Regions from separate parts of the Anas platyrhynchos genome. Here region 1 is linked to region 2. Evidence: chromatin contacts called from public Hi-C data. All regions are on one chromosome and are shown on one strand. Each heading gives the region's core, a stretch centred on a gene start, on an enhancer-like site or on the middle of the called end of the contact. The rest is flanking DNA. Distances are from core to core; before and after follow the strand shown.

The links. Hi-C and Micro-C count contacts between places; a contact is called where the count stands out from the background.
Region 1: a Hi-C map of liver shows a contact between it and region 2, with 3 times the contacts expected there. The contact joins the enhancer-like site here to the promoter of EPM2A in region 2. A contact is called at or near these places in 5 of 8 Hi-C or Micro-C datasets (liver, skeletal muscle, small yellow follicle and 1 more).

What each region holds. Positions count from the first base shown.
Region 1 is chr3:51,639,152-51,644,360 of IASCAAS_PekinDuck_T2T, reverse strand. It overlaps SHPRH (SNF2 histone linker PHD RING helicase), which reads left to right. Exons shown (of 31, transcript XM_027454310.3): 31 at 523-1,257. The coding sequence ends at 619. Among named protein-coding and RNA genes, the nearest start is that of FBXO30, 30 kb to the right of the region's middle. Within about 2 kb of position 2,545, at least 3 of the 8 cell types and tissues checked have an H3K27ac peak or open chromatin away from gene starts, as enhancers often do.
Region 2 is chr3:51,586,311-51,591,470 of IASCAAS_PekinDuck_T2T, reverse strand. It overlaps EPM2A (EPM2A glucan phosphatase, laforin), which reads left to right and starts at 1,674. Exons shown (of 5, transcript XM_072035892.1): 1 at 1,674-3,452.

The sequences.
Region 1 (5,209 bases), core at 1,296-3,795, 52 kb before region 2:
TTCACCTTTAGTTTTGAAAGAATAGTTTAATCAGTTTCCATATCTGTTAAGTAGCACTATTTTTGCTTATAAAGTTCAAATGAATATACAGTGATCTAATGAGGGCTAATGTTTTAAAAGTAGCATCAAACCTTATGCTTGGAATCCAAAGCCAATCCCTTAAACATTGACAGGACAAAGTGGGTTATCCCCATAATTACTGAGGTTAGAACTAGGAGAACTGTAAGGTTCTTTCCAACCTAAGCAATTCTATGATTCTGTGATCCCATGTTCTGCTGCCTCTCAAGTGTTTGGTGATCATGTTAAGGACCGTAGGTGGACTTTGTATATTACTGAAATTGTGCATCAGGAGTAGCTGATCAGTGTATGCACTTCTCCTAATAGAAAGTGTGTTTTTTCTACTGAGCTCATAGCCCAACATTTATTGCATTCTGAACCATTTGTTGGTCTGTTTTCAGTAGATACAGGTTGTTATTTAAATTGATTCCTTCTCTGATGTCTGCATGCAATTTTTTCCTACAGCCACACAAGCTCTTCCATGAAACAGTCAGAAGCTTCAGTTCTGACAGTGGCAGATTTGGCTGACCTTTTTACAGAGGAAACTGAAGAACTTGAGTAAAAACATTGATTTGACCTCATGATATCAGAAAGTACCTGATCTAATAAGCACTTGTATATACTCTACTTGATCTGTCATTCATTTAAACACCATCTAATCTGTCCTTAATAGAACTATTGGAAATAGAAGAGTCTTCTATTAACATTTTATTCTGTGGTGACATTCTTAGCAGCACGCATTTCTGATAGCACTGGAGAAAACTTGCACTTTGCACATTAAACAAAAATCTGGATTTTATTCCCAAAGAGCTCTTGAGCTGGATGTTGGAACTGAGATCTTGAACTGCTGGATTTTTACCATCAGGTTGGATTGGTTAGTGATTCAGTATGAGAGTAAAACTATGTGGGTGGTGGGGTGGGAAAGGGAAGCAGAAAAACACAGATCTACTTTTTTTACTGTACAAAGAATTGGTAGGAAGAATGACTGTAAATTAATATTCTTCTAGAAAGGGCTTCTAGGGTTGCTACAATTTAATGTCAGGTTACTGAACGTCTTACTGGTAACACTTTAACTAATCTTTATTAATCATTTGGATATTTGTATTAGGCTTTTAGATATTCACAAAGACTAGTGTGACAATTAAATTTTGTTGTTAATGCTCACTCACTACAGAATGATAAATTAAATTATGCTTTTTGTATGCGTGTTGGTCTGGAACTCCGTTAAACACTTAAACATAATGTACATGTTTTTCACTTACTATTGAAACCGTGACTACTTCAGTGCTTTGTTTAAACAAGAAAATACATTTGTTACAGATTTTTTTTTAAAGTAATTTGTTAAGCTGATGATCACTTTAATTATTCAGTGCTTATGTACATTTTCTCCTCCTGATTTTTTTGTCTATTTCTCCCTCTCAAAGATGCATCAGTCTAAATATTCAAAATACGAGATTGCTAGGCAGTCTAAACAGTAGGTACCTAGTCTAAGTTAGATAATCAGTGAAGGGATGAAACTTTTGTGGAATTTTCCATCTTCATGTATGTGAGAACACTGCACCATCTCAGTTGACTATTGAAAGAGTTTAGAAAGCAAAAGCTGACTTTTAAGATGCTGAAGGTAGGCAAGAAATTCTAAACCTTTTGCAATAGGTTATGGACACACATTTGCTTAACATCAAGCAAGGTCAGTTACACAGTGTTATGTTTAGAGAATATGAAAATGTATGCATAAACAGGCTACTTCCTTCAGAGTACAGTATCTACTGTTTTAGCAGACTGTTTTTTGTATATTTTAGAAATCTTACTTTTGAGATTGAGTCCTTTAAGAACTCTCAGTGTTAGAATTTTTATTCTTGTCTGCTAAATAGACTTGCCATATAATTCTTGTTTTTTGTTTTCAAGAACATTATATTTAAGTTGCACCTTGTAGCCTTTTGGGTATTAAGCCTATCTGCATGGCAAACAGATTTTCCTTTGCTGACACCAAACATGAATTGAATTACATGACTAATATTGCATCAAGAAGTCTGTCTTCAGCATTCTGTTGTCCATCTGGGCCAATTAGATAAATTATTCTAAAGACTATTTGAGTAAATTTACAGACAATAATTCTTTATTTCCTGTATTTGTAATATGTACTAGTCATATTTATATATTTTGTTTTGGAGATTACTGTTCTTTTGAAGATTATAGTTTGCAGCAAGAGAAATTGAGTACATAGTAGACTTTTTTCAATGAGAGCGATCAAACAGTTTGCACAGACTGACATCTCCATCCTTGGACATGTTTGGAACTCAGATGGCACTGAGCAACCTGATCTAGCTTCAAAGTTGGCCCTACGTTGAGTGGTGTGTTGGACCAGATGACCTCCATGGATCCCTTCCAGACTAAATTATTCTACAGTGTGCTGGAGATCATGCTATACAGACACTCTAGGAACTTTGTGGGCAGCAACATTCCAGTTTTCTCATCATCCTCAGAGAATTTCAATACTGTACAATGTAATGTGGTGGAACAAGGAGCTTCTGTTCACTGCGAGAAATTATATATCTGTTTAAAAAAATGTGGAAGCAAATAATGTTTACATTCATAGCTCCCCTTTTAAATAACTCGATGTGGGAATAATCACTGTCAGAAGCAAACTGAAAAATAACTGCTGTAAAAGGTTTCCTAAGCTCTGCAAGTTCTTGGCTTGTTTGTATAAAGATGTCAGTTTAAATGTTTATTTACAAAAATGTGGGGTTTGGATTCCAAGCCAAAAGCATAGCTTCTCATCAAGCAATACGTGAGATGTTTTAGTCCTGACTGTTTTTTAATGCTTACGTAACAGCATGCGATGCCAGAGACCTGATTCTGAGCACTGAGGACTGGCGTGCCAGAACTCAGAGCTCTGGAGGCATAACATTAATACACTTCTTGCAGTTGTAAGGTTGAATCATTGGTGTGTATGTAGCCAGAGTCAGTAATAAAATAGTTTCTACAAATTTCACATAGTATTAAGTGGATAGACTACATTTAAAGAATAATATTGAAAAAGAAATTGAACTGTAATTTACCACTGCTTGCCATTCTTTGCAGCATTTCGTTTCTTTAGCAGACATTTTCTTTCAGATGCTTTTAAGACGGCTCAGGAACTTATTTTTCTGTTAAGGCTGTAGCTTGTACAACTGCAGTGCTTTTCTCTTATCAACAACAGAGTAAGGATGTTTTCATGGTGCTGCGTTTTTTGCACTACCAGGAGAGCGCTCTTAAAAGACTATCTTAGGTGGAACGATCTTTGTCCTATCTTAATTGTTCTGATATGCCAATACAAATGCTTTTTTCCACAGAAAGCAAAAGTCTGCAAATACCGACTGCGGTATTTGTGTGGACACAGTAATGTACTAGCTTCTCATGTGTTCTCCTGTGAAACAGTATTGCCAGTTTATATTTCCATGTCTTTTCCAGTGCAGTCCCTGTAAAAAGGAGGATCCAGCTGACTCTGAAGAACTTAACACTAACCTTCCATCTCTTTCAGTTCCATAGCTGTAAAATAACAATAATGCTTTTTTTTTTTCCTCTCTAATTGGTGATGATTTCAGGACAGTTTTCCCCCCCATGTATAAAAGTTCAAAGCCTTGTAAAAGAGAGCTGCCACCTCAGTTAGGCATCTGTAAAAGCTTGATGCAAATAGAAGACTTTCTTAATCTACAGAAGACATCAGTATTGGAAATTCAGGAGTGCATTCCCACGTTGTGTTAAATTGAGCACCATAAATCTCACTGTGGATGTTAATGATGAGTTTGTAAGTCAAGGGCCACTTTGCACTGTAAATCAGTCTGTGCCAGGAAGACATTTTCATCGTGACTTGTTAAGTGAGTCTCTTGCATGCTAATGAAAGTCCAGGATATGCTATAGTTTCATGCAGGCCAAATATTACAAAAGAATGTTTGCCTCAAGTTTTCCCATGCATAAAGCTTCGTGTTAAAGAATGGACTTGATGCTTTTTATGAGATGAGTCTTCTAAAAACTTTTCTGCCAGTATCTGTAGATATTCAAGCTGTCTGCCAGGAGAGTGTCCTCAACTTTAAAAGTAACTGCACTTCAATACAAGTGTGAGTGGGATCCTACAGAAGTTTTTTGTTAAAACTATAGTTAGACATACTTCCTCTTGTAGGATTCTGTCTGGATTAGTGGGTGAGGACCAGTTGGCAACTTTTTAGCACTGTCTTTTCAGACACAAACAGTGCAATCACTGGAAAGAATGCATGCTGTTCTCTTTCCACCCCTTTCTACAGTCCTTATTGACTATATTATGCTTTCCAAGAGTCTTGATTATTTTAATAGCAATTATTATTTCACCTAGCTACAAATGGAACCTGTTTTTTTTGTTGTTGTTTTTTTTTTTTTTTTTTTTTTTTTTTGAAACTTAGGCTTACTGCTTAAAATCTACATGATGAGCATGTCTATAGACAGGCTAGTTGCAAAGCCACTGTGCCTATGTTTTTCTTCCTTTTTTGGTTGCCTGAAACAAGTACACTCTTTGCAAGGTTATCTGCTATAAGCTACAGGAATTTCATACTGTGGACGAAAAGGAGATCCAAGTAGTCTGTCTGTCTCTGTGTCTCCTTCCCTCTGTCTCTCGCAGCTTGCTCAGTTTAATACAAAGAATGTGCTTGGCCAGTGGAAGTATAGTAGGTGAGTCACAATCCATGAAATGGCTCCAGTAAAACTAGTTTAGTGTGTCAGAGGAAAAGTGAGGGAGGGAAGTTAGCCTGGTTTTTGTTTTTGCAGCTGTAATATCTTTACCCATATTCACTGTAGATGAAGATTTTGAATTTCAGTCTGTTAATTTTTGTATTCCTGGTTTTATATTGTTCACCTGGCATATAGGAAGGCCTGGTAAACTAATTACTTAGCAATCAGTGAGGTTTACAAGTTTTAAGTTTTAAGGTCTGTCGATTTTGTATTCATAAACTGAACACTAGAGCCACTATCATAAGTCCTGTTGCATCTACTATCTTTCTCTCCTCTTCAGAGAAAGGCTAAGTTGGGAACTCTTAAATCATTGCATTACTGATTTCAAGTCACAAGTAGTCATTTTATGTATTTCTCTGTAAAGAGCGCAGTCAGCTGAACTTGCAGATTTTGACTGTAGTGAAGGTATTAA
Region 2 (5,160 bases), core at 425-2,924:
AACTGCTTGTTATTTTGTTTGACTAGTTCAAGCATGCAAATAGCTGAGAAAAATCTCTCCAGGCTTTTAGAGGTATGTAATAGGCTGAGACCATTTCAAGTACAAGATGCTACCACCATTGATGGTCTTTCTGATTGTAGGGGGATCATTGCTAAGATTCTGGTGGTTATTGTACAGTTCAGGGGCAATACGATAATCTTCTAAATCCTGAGCTGCAGATCAGGGAAAAGGGCAATTCTTGTAGATAGCTGTGATCTGCATCATCTTAAAACTTTTCAGTTTTCTAGGAGTCATGTTGAACCTACAAGTCTTACCTCATGTCAGTGCTTGCCTATTTAATGTTTTGTACTTCATGTCTTTTTAGTTTTAAGTGCTGTCCAGGTTTCATTAAAAAAACATGCTTTTTTACTTAACAGGGAAGTTTTAACAAAAAATGCAGAATACTTAATTGCCTATATACTTGAGTGTTTGCATTTCAAGTAATTTGGAACACGCACCAGATGGATATCACAAACAAACAACCAATATCAAAATCTTCTTTTCCACTCAAGATGAAGCACATTGGTACTACCTCTTCCCCCCCTCTGTTTGTGAAGAGGCGTTTGACCTTGAGGACTGATGTGCCTGGTTACATTTATCTGTTGATTTGCCTTACAAAGATGAATATGCAAATGCTTTGTAACGTGTCAAGCTAGTGGACAGTGAGATTATGAAAAACTTCCTCAGTCTTTCTGGGAGTAAGGGAGGTGTGTGTGTGTCTTTACACACATGACTACAGATGTCAACAAAAACCTAGTTCTTTTGGTCTGTTAACCAGTCATCCTCTGCTGACCCAGGAGCTGTCTTACTGTCCCCCCCCTGTGTGCTGTGAGGGGGAGTGAGAGCAGCTAGGTGGGCTACTGGCAGCCAGCCAACATCAAACCCACCACAAGGACAAAACCCATTAAGAAACACTTGTCCTTTTTGTGTCTGTGGGATTTTTTTCCTCAGGTATAGTTGTCTCCACTCAGAAGAAATTTTGCTTGTAGAAAAAGAACTACTCTAGTCATTGGGGGGTTACTTGACAAATACCATAAATCTGTGTCTTTACAATCTGCCATTTCCAAGAGGACTTGGAAGGAACCTACAAGGGCTTGGGAGGATGAAATTGCAAGGTTTACTGTGTTGGTCTATACCATATGTGAGACTGCAGGGTCCTGTGACTCAGCAAGACAGGCAAGCATCATTCCTGTTACATGTGGGAGGGAAGGGCCTGACCATGCTCAGACTAAAAAGGGTTTGGTTCTAAATTTTGGGATGCATATATACATGTATACTCATAGTATGAAACAGTAAAAATAGCACTACTCAAAAGATTTCACTTTTTAATAGCCAACTTTCTTGTTTCCTTTTACTCAAGTGGTTGAACAGTTCTGTTTCAGGGTTTTGTTCCAGAGTGGGTGTTCGAAGCCTTAATTATATTTGTCATCAGGGATGCAGAACCATTGTGTTGATAGGGTAAAGTGGGTTGTGTATTTTAATGTAAATCGGAATATCGTGCAATTGGAAAGCTGTAATTGTTTTGGGAAAAAAAAAAGTTTAATTTTTCCTTTTACTTTGTAATGAAAACTGAACTTTTTGGTGGCTTTTTTTTTTTTTTTGGTCTTATTTGCCTTTTTTGTGTGTATGTGAAAGCAAGCAAGACACAGAAGAGAAACCTGTGGAAAACCTAACACCTGCATGTAGGTGTGTTACAAGGTCACAAAGAACATCTGTAAGTGAAGTAAATAGTCAGTAAGAATCTTCAAAATAGGTGAAGAATGTGATAACTTAAGATTTCTGAATTAATCAAGGTAAGTGGTAAATTAGTGTGACCACAGGTAGGCTCTCAGCAAAAATAGGTTTGCCAAGTGCTACTCTAGACAGTTAGGGCACAGCTGCCTTGTTAATGTTCTGTTTGAAGACATTTTTTAATTGACAGCAGTTGGATGAACAACTTGGTGTTAATTATGGTAGTTCCTGAGAACAACAACCAAAGGGGTTGAGTACATGTATACCATGCCAATTGTGGTGACCTAACAGAGATAGGAAACGGGTTACAAATGGCCAACTGAAGTGTGCTGTGCTACTTGGGTAAGCACCAGATGTGAAGTCTACAAGCGTGTTTTCTTCAAAGCACAACTGGTTCAAGTGACTGCTTGCATCTGTGGAGATAATGTTTTGGAGTTGTGATCAAGCTGAAAATAACCTGTGGAGAGAGTGGAGAAAGTACAGAGAATGTTACCGGCTGTACCTTGTTATCTGGGGACCTCATCCACGACAAGGGAGTTAGTTATCTGCTCCCAGGCCTGTGGTGACCACAGAGTTTATAATTGCAAGCTAGTGCTGTATAATGAGTTACTCATTAATGAGCTGAGACAACATGGCAGTCAGCAAATGTTATACTTCGCAGCTGGAGCAGACTGATGGAATTTATCTGGTCATTTACCACAACCCAGCTAATGGCGCATTACTCCATAATAATGTGATCGAGGAGTTGCTGCGGGATGTGCCAAGAGCCAAAATCTGGCTCATACTGTCAGTGATCCTGTCATAACCAAATGCGGATTCACTCTGTCATTTCTGTTTCCCTCTGTGGCATTAAATGCCATTCTATTGTTTTCTACATCAGTGTAAATGGGATTAATAATAGAAGTCATTTATTTTATCAAAACACTATTTCAAGCCAGTACTAAAGCTGCTGTTATGCTTCAAGGGGATGTTCTGACAAACTCATCCATAATGCAACCTGGGTGAGGAAAAAATAGTTTTTTATTTATTGCTCCCTATGGAGCACATAGATGTAATCACAGTAAAATGAAGTGAGAAGCTATGACTAAATTAATTCCGTGAAATTCGTGCGGGGTTCATTTTATGTTTAGTTTGATCAATATACCAAACATGTCAATTTCTATTTCCCTGAATTTATGCAGGTGGCAGTGTTTGAATGAAGATGTGCTACAGCAAAAAACTATGGGAGGCCAGTCTGGAAGCCAGTGGAACCTGATAGACACAGAAATAAAGTAGCTAGTGAAAAATACAAGATAAAGGTACAAAACAAGTTTTGCAAGGTCAAAGAGAAAGTAACAACTTAGGAAGTTGAGAAAACAACATTCCACGTGAAAACAAATCCACAAGCAGAATAAGAGCATGATAGTTGCGCGATCACTAATATAGCCGACAATGAGCAAGCTTGCCAAGTAGCATAACAGCCACGTGCAAAGATGCTAAGGATATAAAAGCAAGAATGCATACTCAAACGCTTCAGTTGCATATCAGCCTGGAGTCGTGTGCTTCTTTCCCTTCAAATGGTGACCCTGACGTGATTCGCAGAGGAGCAGCGCAGCACGGAGCGTCCAAAGGGAACCCAGCCGAACAAATCAAGCTCTCAGCCAGACTGCAGCTTCAACCCCGGGACATCACCTGAAGGACAGGTGAGTGGCTGTGCATTGATCATGGGAGATAACCCCTCTGCAGAAGAAGAGGCTATAGTAAAACTATTAACACAGCTACTAACAAAAAGGGGAGTGAAATATGATCCATTTAAGATAAAACTATTGGAAGTTTTTGCAAAAGGAAGGGGTCCCCTCAACAGTCTCTGCAGTGTTTGATGTAAAAACTTGGGAACAAGAGGGGGAGAAAGTGTGGTAGGCAGCGTCCAATGGGGATACTAACACCGCTGAACTGATGGCTACGTGTTGGCTGGTGACTGAGGCTTTAATATCGTGGCAGGCGGAAAAGAAAGTACAGAACGCTGCTGCTCAGGCGGTAGTAGCAGCCAAACTGTGATCGGAGCCTGCAAAGTCACCAGAGCGATGTAATTTGATATACTTGGGGGATGACAAGGAAGAGGGCCATGGACCACCACCACTGAGCCCCCTCGGCTCCAACCTCGCCCACCCTTGGTAATGCCACCCTGGGGGCCTGAGCTTTTGATCCGCGGGAACGATGGGAGCAAGTGCGCCAGGATGCACTGAAGGATGGGGACCCGGTAGGAATGCCTTTCCTGGTGCAGGTGCGACCCAAGGGTCCAAATGAATATAATGCCTTCCAATGGGACCTAATTAAAGAATTAAGAAAGACTGTGACCACATATGGACTACATGCACCAGTCACCCAATCGCTATTAGAAAATGTGATGACCGGTCAGTTGCTGGTTGCGTATGATTGTCGCCAAATAGCCACCATGATCCTCACCCCGACTCAAAAATTGTTATGGGAACAAAAATGGAGAGAACTGTGTGAGATAGCGGCACTGCAGAATTTAGAAAGAACGACAGGCGACCCTCTCATGGGTGCAGGGCTCCCTCAGCTTATGGGGACCGAGCCATTAATAGACCCATGATTACAAGCTCGGCTCAACGATGCCATCTGGTGACAGTCAGCCCGACTGGCATTACAAGCCTTGCTGAAACTGCCAAAAGCAGGAGCCAGCCTTCTTCGACTACCATACGGCAAGGGGTCAATGAACCTTATATGGAATTTATAGATAGATTGAGGGATTCACTGGACAAGCAAATAGATAATCATGAAGCTAAAGAGGCTCTCATACTAAAACTGGCGATAGAGAACGCTAACACAGATTGCAAAAAGATTCTGCAATCCATGCCTAATGGGACAACCTTGGTACAAATGATAGAGGCTTGCAATTGCGTGGGGTCTGTTGAACACTATATGACTGCACTAGCCAGTGCGTTCGCTGCAGCATTAACGATGGGCAATGATAAGCGATGTTTTCAGTGTCAACAGATAGGACATTTTGCCACTAATTGCCCACAGAAAGGAGGGGGCTCTGCGGCGAGTAGTTCGGCCTCTCCTGGTGTCTGTCCCCACTGTAAAAAGGGATGGCAATGGGCCAGCCAGTGCCGCTCGAAGTATAATGCAGAGGGACAAACCTTAAAACCACTGAAGGGAAACGGGAAGCGGGGTGCCGGGCGGGGCCGCGTTGACAACACAAGTGCCCTGGCCCTCCATGGTGGGCCCCAGGGGATGGTGACCGCTGGACCACAGCCTCAGCTGCCCGCTGCTCCAGTGGTTCCACCAACTACGTCGCCATGGACTCCCCCACTGCCCAAACCCGAGGAAGCGCTGGGTTGCATGTCTCCACAGTAACAGACTGCACCCTTTGGGATGCTTGCATCT